2 separate regions of the Zea mays genome follow, and region 1 is linked to region 2. The links are chromatin contacts, called in public Hi-C maps. All regions are on one chromosome and are shown on one strand. Each heading gives the region's core, a stretch centred on a gene start, on an enhancer-like site or on the middle of the called end of the contact. The rest is flanking DNA. Distances are from core to core; before and after follow the strand shown.

What was found. A called contact is a pair of places that touch in the nucleus more often than the background predicts.
Region 1: a contact with region 2 is called in a Hi-C map of ear, with 6 times the contacts expected there. The contact joins the enhancer-like site here to the promoter of LOC111274020 in region 2. A contact is called at or near these places in 7 of 25 Hi-C or Micro-C datasets (bundle sheath, ear, endosperm and 2 more).

What each region holds. Positions count from the first base shown.
Region 1 is chr5:77,018,987-77,025,195 of Zm-B73-REFERENCE-NAM-5.0, reverse strand. No RefSeq gene overlaps it. Among protein-coding and RNA genes, the nearest start is that of LOC109939932, 43 kb to the left of the region's middle. Within about 2 kb of position 2,490, at least 19 of the 20 cell types and tissues checked have an H3K27ac peak or open chromatin away from gene starts, as enhancers often do. A contact at or near this core is called in bundle sheath, ear, leaf and 1 more, where this site is marked.
Region 2 is chr5:76,972,839-76,978,791 of Zm-B73-REFERENCE-NAM-5.0, reverse strand. It overlaps LOC111274020, which reads left to right and starts at 3,709. Exons shown (of 1, transcript NM_001357151.1): 1 at 3,709-5,522. The coding sequence starts at 4,678. The coding sequence ends at 5,190.

The DNA.
Region 1 (6,209 bases), core at 1,241-3,740, 48 kb before region 2:
CGCGTGTGCCTCCTCTGTGTGGCCGCCAAATGGTTCTGCCCCGTTAGTCTCAGACCCACCATGTCGCAATCCCATCTCGCGCCAACGGCCGCGCCGACTTCGCCGGACGCACTAATCCCCACCCCCGCCTGGGCTGCAGGTACAAATACGGGCGTCCCCGTGGCCGTGGAACCCAAACCCGTTGCGAATCTAGCCGCCCCGTGACCGACTTCGCGTCGAAATGCGTGGAAGCGGGCCGCCGACGACGAACCTCATCCTTGGGACTGTTCAGTGGCTGTGGAGGTGCTCCGGGTGGCCTGGTTGTGTGGAGTGGGTTCGAGGGATTTCTGGGACAATACTTCGACCCAAGCGTGGGGAATTGCTCATCGAAACAGTGTTGCCACCGTGAGTCCGCCATCTCGCGCCGGCATCCTCACCACGCTACGATCTGAGGTAAATGCCTCCCCATGAAGTTTGTCGTATCCCTTCCTACGTGTTGCACCGTTCTGCATCGAAGTTGGTCACTGAGGAATGCGGGGCATGGCAGTTCGGCAATGGCGCCGTCGCGCGGGTTGCTGTGCCGCCGTCTTCGGCCAGGATGAGGAGAGGGCTGCGTGGTCGTTAGATCCCGATGTGTGGTCTAGATCTGATCAGTGTCTTGGTTTGGGTAGAAGCGTTGTGGGCCGTTGATCCTAGATCAAGCGGGTCCTATTCGATCTGGGTGTTTTAAATCAACGTCATGGATCTCTGATCTAACGGTCAGTTTTATGTACCGATTCGCTGTTTACGCGATCTAATCTGGGTCATCCCTGCTGGATCTGGCGACCCTGATCTGCCCATACCGCTTCGGCCAGGCAATTTATAAAAGAGCCCCTAGTGTTTTTACATATCAATCCACCGTCCATATCTATTAGAAGATAATTAAAACAAAGCCCTAGAATTTGCAGTCTAACCCCTAAACTCCCTGGTTTTTGTGTCCACAGTCCATAGGATACTAGGAATTATTTAATTAATATTTAAAATGTTTTCTAGTAGGAAAATAATTCTAGAAACTTGTTTAAACCATAATCAATCCATTTTAACTTCTTTTTGTCTATTCGAGTTACACTAATCTCATATTAATATTATTTATCATCTAGTAACCTTGTATTAATATGAAACATATGGCTAGAATCTTGTACCTCATTTGTTTTATAATAAACACCTCAACCTTCAGAAAATCATAACTTTATAATTGTAACTCCGAATTTAGTGGTTCTCGAACCTAGGTTCTCGTTACGATGTGTAGATCATTGCTATGCAATATGTTCTCATGATTGGTGTGATGTTAATTTTGTCTATACCATGTTTGTTTGTATTGCTATGACGAGCAGCGAGGTTACGAGTCTCTTGAAGACCAAAGTTGGTGAAGTACCTGGGAATCTCAAGTCTAAGGCAAGTTGTGCTCTTGACCACTTTTCTCTTTACCTAATAATGTTCCTGGTAATCACTGTGACATGCTCAGGTTAATTTGGTGGGACCTAATAGGTTTCCCTAGATTTGGTTACCCCACCCTTTTGCAAACATATGAACTATTGGGTAGATTTGATATTTCTTTACCTGGTTTTGGGATTAATGTTACACTTGAATTATGATCATGTTCCAATTATTCTATTTTTAATTATTGTTTATGACAAGATCATTGTGTTAATTGGAACATGGAGCTTAACTTGAGATAACAGTGCTACCACCAGGGTGGAATGGGACGCCCTTGGACAAGTAATTAGGAAAGGTAGGGAGAGATTACCTTACTCGAAAGGGGCAAGCGGGGAGGCATCGCTGCAGAGTATAGGGAGGTTTTCGAGTCGAACTGTTGCGATTGCATTTCGGATGAGAGATTCCTATGCTTCTTTCTTCCTAAAACCGTAGTGGGTATTCTCGAACTAGTGGAACTTTGGAAAGGCCTCATAGTGTTACTGTAATACCCAAAAGTGTAAACCATAATAATAGAGTTGATCTCCTTGAATGTTTTGTTCTCTATTTATTATAGCATATGAACAACCACATTTAAAGTTATTAATTAGCTAATGACACTTCAATAACTTATGCATCATGTTGGAGTTTATTTGTGTGTGCATTTGATAACAATAAAAATAATATTAATAGAAATACATTAGTATCCAAATTTGAATTTAAGACCTACTTTGAATTCTATAATTTGGAGAAAAAGAAGGATAATACTATACAAAGAAAAGAAAATAAATATATAAAATCATTCCATACTAGTATGTTCACAGTCAAATTTGAATTTAAATTTAAAACCTAAAAATAGAAAAGAAAAGGAAAAGAGAAAAGGAAAATAATAAACTGTGGCTTGGGCACAAACCACCTGCCTCTGGCCCACTTCGCTCCCTTTCTTCCGCGTGGCCTAGGCTCCCTCTCCCGTGCGCGCGCTTCCTTGACGGTGGGCCACCGTTGACAGTGAGATCCGCTCAATAGCCGCTCACTCCGCGCCCGCACCGTTGTCGTGGACACTGACCCGACGGGCCCACTGGTCAGCTTCACACTCTATCGCACGGGTCACCGCCAGGCGGGCCAACCTGCGCTGTAGATCTTCTCCGACGCACCGGGCGGCTGGAGCTGAAAATCCGGCGCCGAACTCCCTGGTTGTTGCAACAACCCACGCGTTGGCCCCACCTGGCGCACAACCTGGGGCGACCGCATCCATCTCTGCCCCGAAACCGCGAAGCCCTGATCATTTATACCTAGGGCGGCCTCCGAATTGCGCCCGCACCGGCGTACCTGCAACTCCTTGCTCCGCCCTTGGCAAGTTGCACAGCCGTTGCTACCCTGCATCCTCACAAAATTCCTGGCACCGCTGGTTGGTGGGAGCTATCGTCGTGCCTGGAATCGGTCACCGGAGTGAAGACGGAGCACGCACCCGCCCCTCGTCGTGGATTAGGGGTCCCGCGCATCAATCACCGGTGAGAATCAACTCCGTTACATTCATCTCCTTTCCCCGATCGGGCACCATCAAAATCCGACCTCACTCATCCACCTATTGACCAGAATTTCTGGCCGAAGTAGCGCCGCCACCGAATTGTCGTTCGTCGCCGTAGGAAGAATCGGGCTCCGATCGAATCACAACACACCGGGTTGTGATCGAGATTTGTCGCGATCTGGTGAAGTCGAGTTGTGGGCAGAATCGCCGGCCTCCGGCGAAGTTCGTCGTTCAAAAATATGCGCCACCGGGTTAGCTTCGGGCTGGGGAAAACGGCAGGTTGTCGTCGATCCTCTAACGAACGATCCGGATCTGGTATGGGCTTCCCCAATGCGACCAAATGATTCTGGTCGTTGATTGATGGATTAGCGGTTAGGGTGTTACATAAGTATCGGGTCGTTGATTCCCGATCCAAGGGCTCGCGTGGCAAAGTGATTGATAGAGCGCGCCGTTTTAATCTGAGCCATCCGTGTCCAATCCTAGGGTCTCTACACTGTGATACCCTTCAGCCGCCAGTTTTGCACGACAACCCCTTAGGTTTTGGTAAACCAACCTGCAGTCCACACGGGAACGCCCTTAGTCTTAGGAATCTTTGTGTTGAGACCCCTGTATTTCTGTTTAATCTTGTGCGCAGTCCAAACAGTGATTAAATCAGGGAATTAATTTAGGAAATGATTTTCTAGGTATAAAAATAACCCTAGATCTTGTTTAAACCCTAGAAAATTCATTTTTACTCCTTTTGAAAGTCGCCTAGAGGGGGTGAATAGGCGTAATCTGAAATTTACAACTTTAAACACACACTACAAGCCGGGGTTAGTGTTAGAACTTAAATCAAGTCCGGGAGAGAGGAGAAAAACAAATCAAATGGAAAACCAGCGAAAGAACACTGTGATTTGTTTTACTGAGGTTTGGTTCCAAAGAACCTAGTCCTCGTTGAGGAGGTCACAAAGACCGGGTCTATTTCAACTATTTCCCTCTCCCAAACGGTCACTTAGACCGAGTGAGCCTTTCCCTTAATCAATCGGGTCACTAAGACCCCACAAGGACCACCACACTCTTAGGTGTCTCTTGCTTTGATTACAAGTCACTTGAGAACAAGAATGAGAAAGAAGAAAGACAATCCAAGAGGCAAGAGCTCAAAAGAACACGAAATCACTCTCTCACAAGTCACTAAGTATTTGAGATGAATTTGGGACTTGGAGAGGCTTTGATCTTTTGAATTGTGTCTAGGAGTGAATGCTAGAGCTCTTGTATTGAATGTGATACTCAAAAATCTTGGATGCTTAGAGTGGTGGTGGTTGGGGGGTATTTATAGCCCTCAACCACCAAGGTAGCCGTTAGGGAGGCTGCTGTCGATGGGCGCACCGGACAATCTGGTGCGCCACCGGACAGGTCCTGTTCATTGTCCGATGAGCCGCCACGTCACCCAAGCGTTAGGTTCGGAGCTCGGTCGACCGTTGGGGCTTTGTCCTCTTGCGGCACCGGACAGTCTGGTGCCCTCTGACTTCGTGACTCTGACTTCTGCCGCTGCACTGTTCACTTCGTCAGTACTTTTGCAGTCGACTGTTGCGCGCAGATAGCCGTTGCTCGCTGGCTCACCGGACAGTCCGGTGAATTATAGCGGAGCGCGCCTGCGAAAACCTAAGATTGGATGCTTGGACCCTGTACGGTCCTGATGCACCGGACACTGTCCGGTGGCACACCGGACAGTCCGGTGTGCCAGATCACAGCACACTTGGTTCCTTTTGCTCCTTTGAATTGGATCCCTAACTAGAATATTTATTCGTTTGTGTTGAACCTTTATGCACCTGTAATTCATGAATACTTGGCAAACTAGTTAGTCCATGTGTTTCGTTGGTCATTCAACCACCAAAATTAATTGTGGGAAAAGGTTAACCCTCTTTCCCTTTCAATCTCCCCCTTTTTGATGATTGATGCCAACACAAACCAAAGCAAATATGTAAAGTGCAGAAATGAACTAGTTTGCGTATGGTACATAGGTTACTTGGAATTAAACCAATTGATAATCTTACTAGATACCAATGGATTGCTTTTCTTTTCTTCAACATTTTGGACCACCTATGCACCACTAGTTTTGTTTTTGCAAATTGTTTTGGAAAATCTTTTCAAAAGTCTTTTTGCAAATAGTCCAAGGTATATGAATAAGATTGCAAAAAGCATTTTCGAGATTTGAAATTTCTCCCCTTGTTTCAAATGCTTTTCCTTTGACTAAATAAAACTCTCCGTGAATGAAATCGCCCTCCTAGCTTTCAAGAGGGTTTTTAAATAGATACCAAATTGAAAATTAAAACAATACTATTTGAAGAGATTCCCATTATTTCATTATTTGGATATCAATTGAAAATTTGCTTTCTCAAGACAAGTGAAGCATGAATACCAATTGAGAAATTGCCAAATATCAATTAAATCTTTATTTCAATTTTTTTTGAAATTATGGTGGTGTGGTCCTTTTGCTTTGGGCTTAATATTTTTTCCCCTTTGGCATTAATCGCCAAAAACGAAGACGTTGAGAGCCCTTCTTATATTTTCTCCCCCATTGGTAAAGGAAATATGAGTGAAGGATTATACCAATTTGAGAGACGTGTGGGAGTAAAGGCAAAGGGTAAATGATACCGTCAGAGTTGGAGTGGAAGCCTTGTATTTGCCAAATACTCCATTTCCCTTTCAATCTACGTCTTAGTATAGAAATACACTTGGAAACACATTAGTCGTAGTTTTGGTACAAAAATAATGAGAAATATGCATTTGTACCAAAATGAAAGAGATATGATTAAAGGTATATAAATGAGCTATGTGTGCAATGTTTCAATCAAAATTCCGAGAATCAAGAATATTTAGCTCATTCCTAAGTTTGCTAAAGGTTTTCTCATCTAGTGGCTTGGTAAAGATATCGGCTAATTGATTCTTGGTGTTTACATAAGCTATTTCGATATCCCCTCTTTGTTGGTGATCTCTCAAAAAGTGATACCGAATGTCTATGTGCTTAGTGCGGCTGTGTTCAATGGGATTATCCGTCATGCGGATTGCACTCTCATTGTCACATAGGAGAGGGACTTTGCTCAATTTGTAGCCATAGTCCCTAAGGGTTTGCCTCATCCAAAGTAATTGCGCACAACAATGACCTGCGGCAATATACTTGGCTTCGGCGGTGGAAAGAGCTACTGAGTTTTGTTTCTTTGAAGCCCAAGACACTAGGGATCTCCCCAAAAACTGGCAAGTCCCTGATGTG
Region 2 (5,953 bases), core at 2,460-4,959:
TCATTTTGCATAGCAATCAATGAGAGATTTTGATATTTGCCACCAGCAAGAAACAGGTTTGTAAAATTGCTATTAGGCCCACATTTCATAGACCCAGCTAGACCCACAATTCATAGACATAGTGGTAATTATAACAAGAAGATAACATTGTGAGTGGCAAAAAACCAATTATCTCAGCAAACATGCGTTATGTATAGACTGTTCGTGTGTACTAAGTATATATTGTAGGTTAGTTCTCTGGTCATCAATAAGAATGTTGACGGTTCAATTGTGAGTAATTTATTTTACCATCAAGGAAATTCTTGACACTCTGAGGGCTAGTTTGGAAATTCAAATCCTCTTGATTCTTGAAGACCGGAGGAGATTGAGATGAATGGACAAATTTTCCTCCTCCGCTCCTCCAGTCCCAAGGGGATTTGAGCTTTCAAACTAGCCAGGGTATTCTGATCTAATAGTGTGGGGTTAGCACCTGGCGGCGCGTCTAAATGCCACACCATATTGACAGCGAGCTCAAATTGAGTAATTTTGAGGGTCATAGTTGTTATTAGTCAGAAATTCGAATCCCGATGGGGTGCGGGTGTGGATGAAGATTTTGACCCGAGGGTTCAACCCGCACCCGATCCGAAGTTTCGCGGGTATGGGTGTAGGGTTTCTATTTCAACCTATGGGTGAGCCGCACCCGACTCGAAAATTGGTTCAATTCTTTATTGTGCGCAAAATGATTAAAATACAATAAATATTGAATAATTATCTTGACTAATGGTTTATGAAATGTTGTGCTGCTCTCAACTTGAAAAGGCTTAGAATCTGTAGATATAACTCAATTATTGTTGGTACTTAATTGATTATAGTTGAATTATTGTTTAAAATTGTACAATGAGTAAAACCTGCGGGTAACCCAAAATATGATAGATTTGGATGCAGCACCCACGGGTATAATTGCGTACGGATTTAGGTAAACTTCACGGGTATGATCGCGGACGGGTTTTTACAACACCCGGCCCATTGCTATGGGGGTGTTTGTTTGGGATTATAATCTATCCAGATTATATAATCCAATAATTTTTAAACTAACACTTAGTTCAAAAATTGTTGGATTATATAATCTGGATAGATTATAATCCCAAACAAACACCCCCTATTTCTATTTGGAACGTGGGTGGCAATGAGAAACTGGAGAAAGACTAGTAGACCTAGAAGGCATCGACGGCTTTGTATTCTCTCTGGCGCGATAGGTCAATAGGTGTGGGATGGCACAGCAGGTGGCTTGATAAAATTGGCGTGTCAAAAAAAACTAGATTTAGAAATATCTTTTGTCTTTAGAAATAGTTTTTAAAGGTTAAAAATAAATAAAAAATTCGCGGTGGATGTAAGAGCCGTCGATGGGGCGGTCGAAGTGGGAAAAAGCAGTCCATGGCGGGCACGGTGGCAGCTAGCTAGCGCCGGCGCCGCGGTGCAGCGCGAGCTCTGAGCCGCGTCCACGTATATGGTATGGCCGCGTGGGTCCGAGTGCGTGGTGGGGGCTAGCCGCACTCGCGAGAAGACGACACGTACGCGCGCGCGCCTTTGCTTGCCACGGCGCCACCTCCTCCTCTCCAAAGACGACATGGAAGGAAAGGGGCGGACATGGCAGCATGGATGCGCGCGGCGCGCTCCTACAGACCACACCGGCGTTGGCACTTGGCAGTAAGTACCAGCTGCTAGCGGCAAGCACGTCGTCGATGGACCCGGCCCCGCTGCTGCTGAATCTCTCACATGCAGGCTGACAGCTGATGCATGCATGTCGATCGCAAGCGTCGGAGTCACCGGCCGTTGGATCGATCGGACACGCGCGGACGGACGGCGCTGCAGAGAGCAGCGCATGCAGGTGCCGGCCGCGAGCGCCGGTTCGGCAAAAGCGGCGGCAGCGGCGCGTGGGCGGGCGAGAGCTGAGCTGGACTGGAGTATAGCTAGCAACCTCCGTCGTCGTCTACCTGCGCTGCGCTACGCAGCTCCACCTCCATCTCTCCGTCTCCATGCCATGCGCATCGCATGCATGCACCCCCGCGAGCCCTACACCCTTTTTCCAGCTTCCGCGCCGCGCGTAGCCGGTCCATGACCATGCAATGCAAACACGAAAGGGTCTCTCTCGTCTCGTCGCCTCGTCGGCAGCGAAGAGGAGCGCGCCGGAGCCGGCCAGGTGAGCTAAACAGAGCATGCATGGCCGACGCCTACCAGCGGTGTACGTTGTGTGCTCTGGTGTTGGGGATGATCGAGTTGCGGTCCCAAGCAGGGCCCTACTACTACTATATATAAAGGGTTTTTTAGCTGCATCCGGACCGGCCGGGAGCTCGGTCTTCGTCGTCAGCCTGATCGATCATGGCGGCACGCGGCGGGGCGCCCGGCCGGGATTAGTCTGCCGCAAGGCCCGGCCCGCCGACCTTGCAGACTGCAGAGGGAGCTTTGCCGGACGGACGGAGCTGACCGCTGACGGCAGAGCAGGAATGTAACGCCGTCACCGGTCACGCTGGCCGTCCGCGTCCGCACGTGCGCGCACGGCCAGCTCTGCACCGCTGCGTCCTCCCTGCACGCGCACGGCAGTCGGCAGCATCTATCGATCTCAGTGCTTCTGCAACGCTCATCTACCATTTTTTTATTACTACAGGGGAAGGGGAAATGAGAAGAAAATGTTTTTTTATTTTTTAAAGAATGAAAGAAGCATATAATTATAAAGTATCTTTAGTTAAACAAATAAAAATGTTCGTAATAAAGGAGATTTAACCCTCTCTAGGGCCCTTCGTTTTTCCAAAATAAAGACATGTAACTTTTTTTAGCCGGTTTATTTCTCTAATTTATATAAACTTTGATCACGTGGAAAAGAGTTCGGGTCCAATCATTAAGAACCGAATGCATTCTCAATCACTTTTGAACCATGTGCAACTGAACAAGATCTAAAGGTGCATGTACGAGTGTGTTTGATGTGTAAAAAAGATCAAAGTGGTAGTTTTTTCTATCAAAGAATCTTTCATGGTCTTGAGAAGAGCGAGCGAGAAGTGGCCAACTTCGTCAAAGAAGATTTCAACCCGTAAAGAGCTTCTAGTTAGTTTTAGCGTTTTAGCGTTTTGTTTGTGTGACGTGTTGGGTTTCTAGTGGGCTGTTTTGCTAGTGCTTCTTTTCTTTTCTTTGCCCTCCTCTACCCTAGTGTTGTTTTTTCTTTTCCTTTCCGGTGTTTGTAAGTGTCTCTTTCTAATAAATTTTTGGTCATGGCAATACTCTTGCCGTGTCCTTTTTCAAAAAAAAATAATAGACCAAGCGGTGGAGGAGAGGTGGTTTTGCATTTTGCTGCCGTTGCTATGCTCGGTCTCTAGATCTCACCATCAGTCCATCACCATTCACCACCGCCTGCGCCTGCACCTTCACCTGCACCTGCACCTACACCTGCACCTCGACTGCATGCCAACCGGGGGCTGCCTTTCCCGCCGCCCACCACGATCATCGTCCTGGAACAGGAATCAGAATCTCGCTGTTGTGTTGTTCACTTGTGCTGCTACAGCGACACGCCTGGATCCCGAGTCCCGGCCCGATTCCCGTTCCCGTTCGACTCCCTCTGCTCATCCTCGGAAACGGATTCCGCCGTCCCGTCTAGCAAACCTCTCTCTCTTCAGCCTTTTGATTCCCACCTCTCCATTCCCAGCGGCTATAAATCCCCGCGTCGCCGCTGCGCCAACCCCCCCTGGCCCCCTCCCTCTCCTTCCTCACATCTTCCTTCGTCAGCCGCAGATGCGCCAGCATCTCTCCCACGGGCAGGAGGAGGAGGAGCGAGAGGCACAGTGACAGACAGAGAGAGAGCGCGCGCGGGGGGAGCCCAGCACAGCACCTACACTAGCTAGCCACCGGCCACCACCACCACCACCACCGACCGAATCGGGTGCGCGCGGCGCGCTGCTCGTCAGCTCCGGCCGGCCGGCCGCTTTATAAAGCCACCCACCCAGCCCCGCCCGATCGCCATCGCCATACCCCCGCCTCCGTCCACGGACACACACCCGCCTTGCCAGCCGGCACCCTCCCGGCCTCCCCCACCTGTGTCCTCCGGCCTCGCCGCCGCAAAACCCGCCGCGCAGGCCGGTTGCTCCGATTGGGAGTGCCAATCGGAGCCAACAGCGAGGGAAGCACATGCTGCCGTTCGTCCTAGAGTTCCTCATTGATGTCGCCTGTGATCAGTGAGATCCTCCTCTCGGGGTTTATGATCAACTCCACACTCCGGCGCCGCACCCACCTGGTCCAGTCCTTCTCCGTCGTCTTCCTCTACTGGTTCTATGTCTTCTCATGAACTACTCGCCCCCATCATAGCCACGCCCCTTCTCTCCCACTCCTCCTCCTCCTCTTTCCCTTCCATCTAGTAGCATCTACCGTCCTCCTCTTCTCTCCGTGTCAGTCTCTGCCTTCGTCGTCGCCGTTTCAGTCGTTCCCTAAACCTTCTTTAGCTTGCATGCACTTCCCTACTGCTGCTAGCAAAGACCTTTATTACTAGTGTCAATTAAGTTACGAAAGAAGAAGAAAGAAAGAAAATTTCGAGGCCGAGAAAAAAGACGGCTTTGATCTCTGCTAGTGTGGTGTGGTAGTGTGTGCTTCTAGTAAGTAAGCGAGCCAGGGATCAAGAAGCAGAGAGCTGCTCTGTCTCTTTTGTCTCTTGCAAGAATGGCTTCCTCCAGCGGGAGCGGGAGCTCGGGCTCCCTCTCGGCGGCAACGGCGGCCCTGGCCGCCGCGGCGGGCACGGAGGAGGAGCTGCGCGCGCTCATGGAGCAGCGCCGCGCGAAGCGGATGCTGTCCAACCGCGAGTCCGCGCGGCGGTCGCGGATGCGCAAGCAGCGCCACCTCGACGAGCTGACCGCGCAGGCGGCGCACCTGCGCCGCGAGAACGCGCACGTGGCCACCGCGCTCGGCCTCACCGCGCAGGGCCTCCTCGCCGTGGACGCCGAGAACGCCGTCCTCCGCACCCAGACCGCCGAGCTCGCCGCGCGCCTCGGCTCCCTCAACGACATCCTCGCCTGCATGAACACCAACGCCGTCGGCGCCGTCGCCGTCTCCCTCACAGCCGCCGCCGCCGCCGCCGCTTCCTCCGACCCCTGCCTCGCCTTCGACGGCGCCACCGCCCTGGACGACCTCCTCAGATCCTGCCCCGAGAACATGTTCCAGTACCAGCTCTGCTAGCTCCAGACCGCGCGAAGTCACCATGGCAGCGCAAAACACCTTCTTTTGTTTTGTTTTGTTTTTGTTTTTTTTTCTTCTTCTTCTTCTGGTGTTTCAGGTTTAGTAATCTGCTAGTGAGATGGAAGAACTGAGGTCAGATCAGACGTGGTGGTGACTAGCCATGAAAGTGAACTTTACTGTTACTGTACTGTGCGATCAACTGGTGGGGGTAATTAGCTAGCTAGCTAGCTGCTGGGGCTATGGTTAATGCATGAACTGCTATTAGTTACCAGGTGTAAGTGTAACTCTCGAGTCCTGCTCTTGTTACTGTTTGTGTACTGACTGTGTCACTCCACTACTATGTAAGAATCAGAGCAGTAAGTTTACTAGTGTCTCTGCTGTCAAACAAAGGAAGTGCACCATATAATCTACACTTTAATTACTCTTGCCTGTGTGCCCTGCAGCGATCTTAACGTTCAGTTCGTCCCTGTCAGTTTTTCTCTTTATTTTCAATATATCTATCTTGAGCAAGGTTTATCTTTTCCTGCACCTCTGAATTATGGCACTATTACACTGTCAGTCGCCAGAGCTGGCTCTGCCTCTCTGTGCTGCTGTCTAGCTGTGAGCTTCAGATTTTAACAGCTGCTGGTACATTTTTTCTGATGCCCATGGGCAAAAGTGGTGCACAAGCATATCCTCCCCGTTTTAAAACTATATTTGCATCTAGGCATATTTTATGTCGTCAAGGTACATAATGAAATTTATGAACGCGTAGAAATGCCGA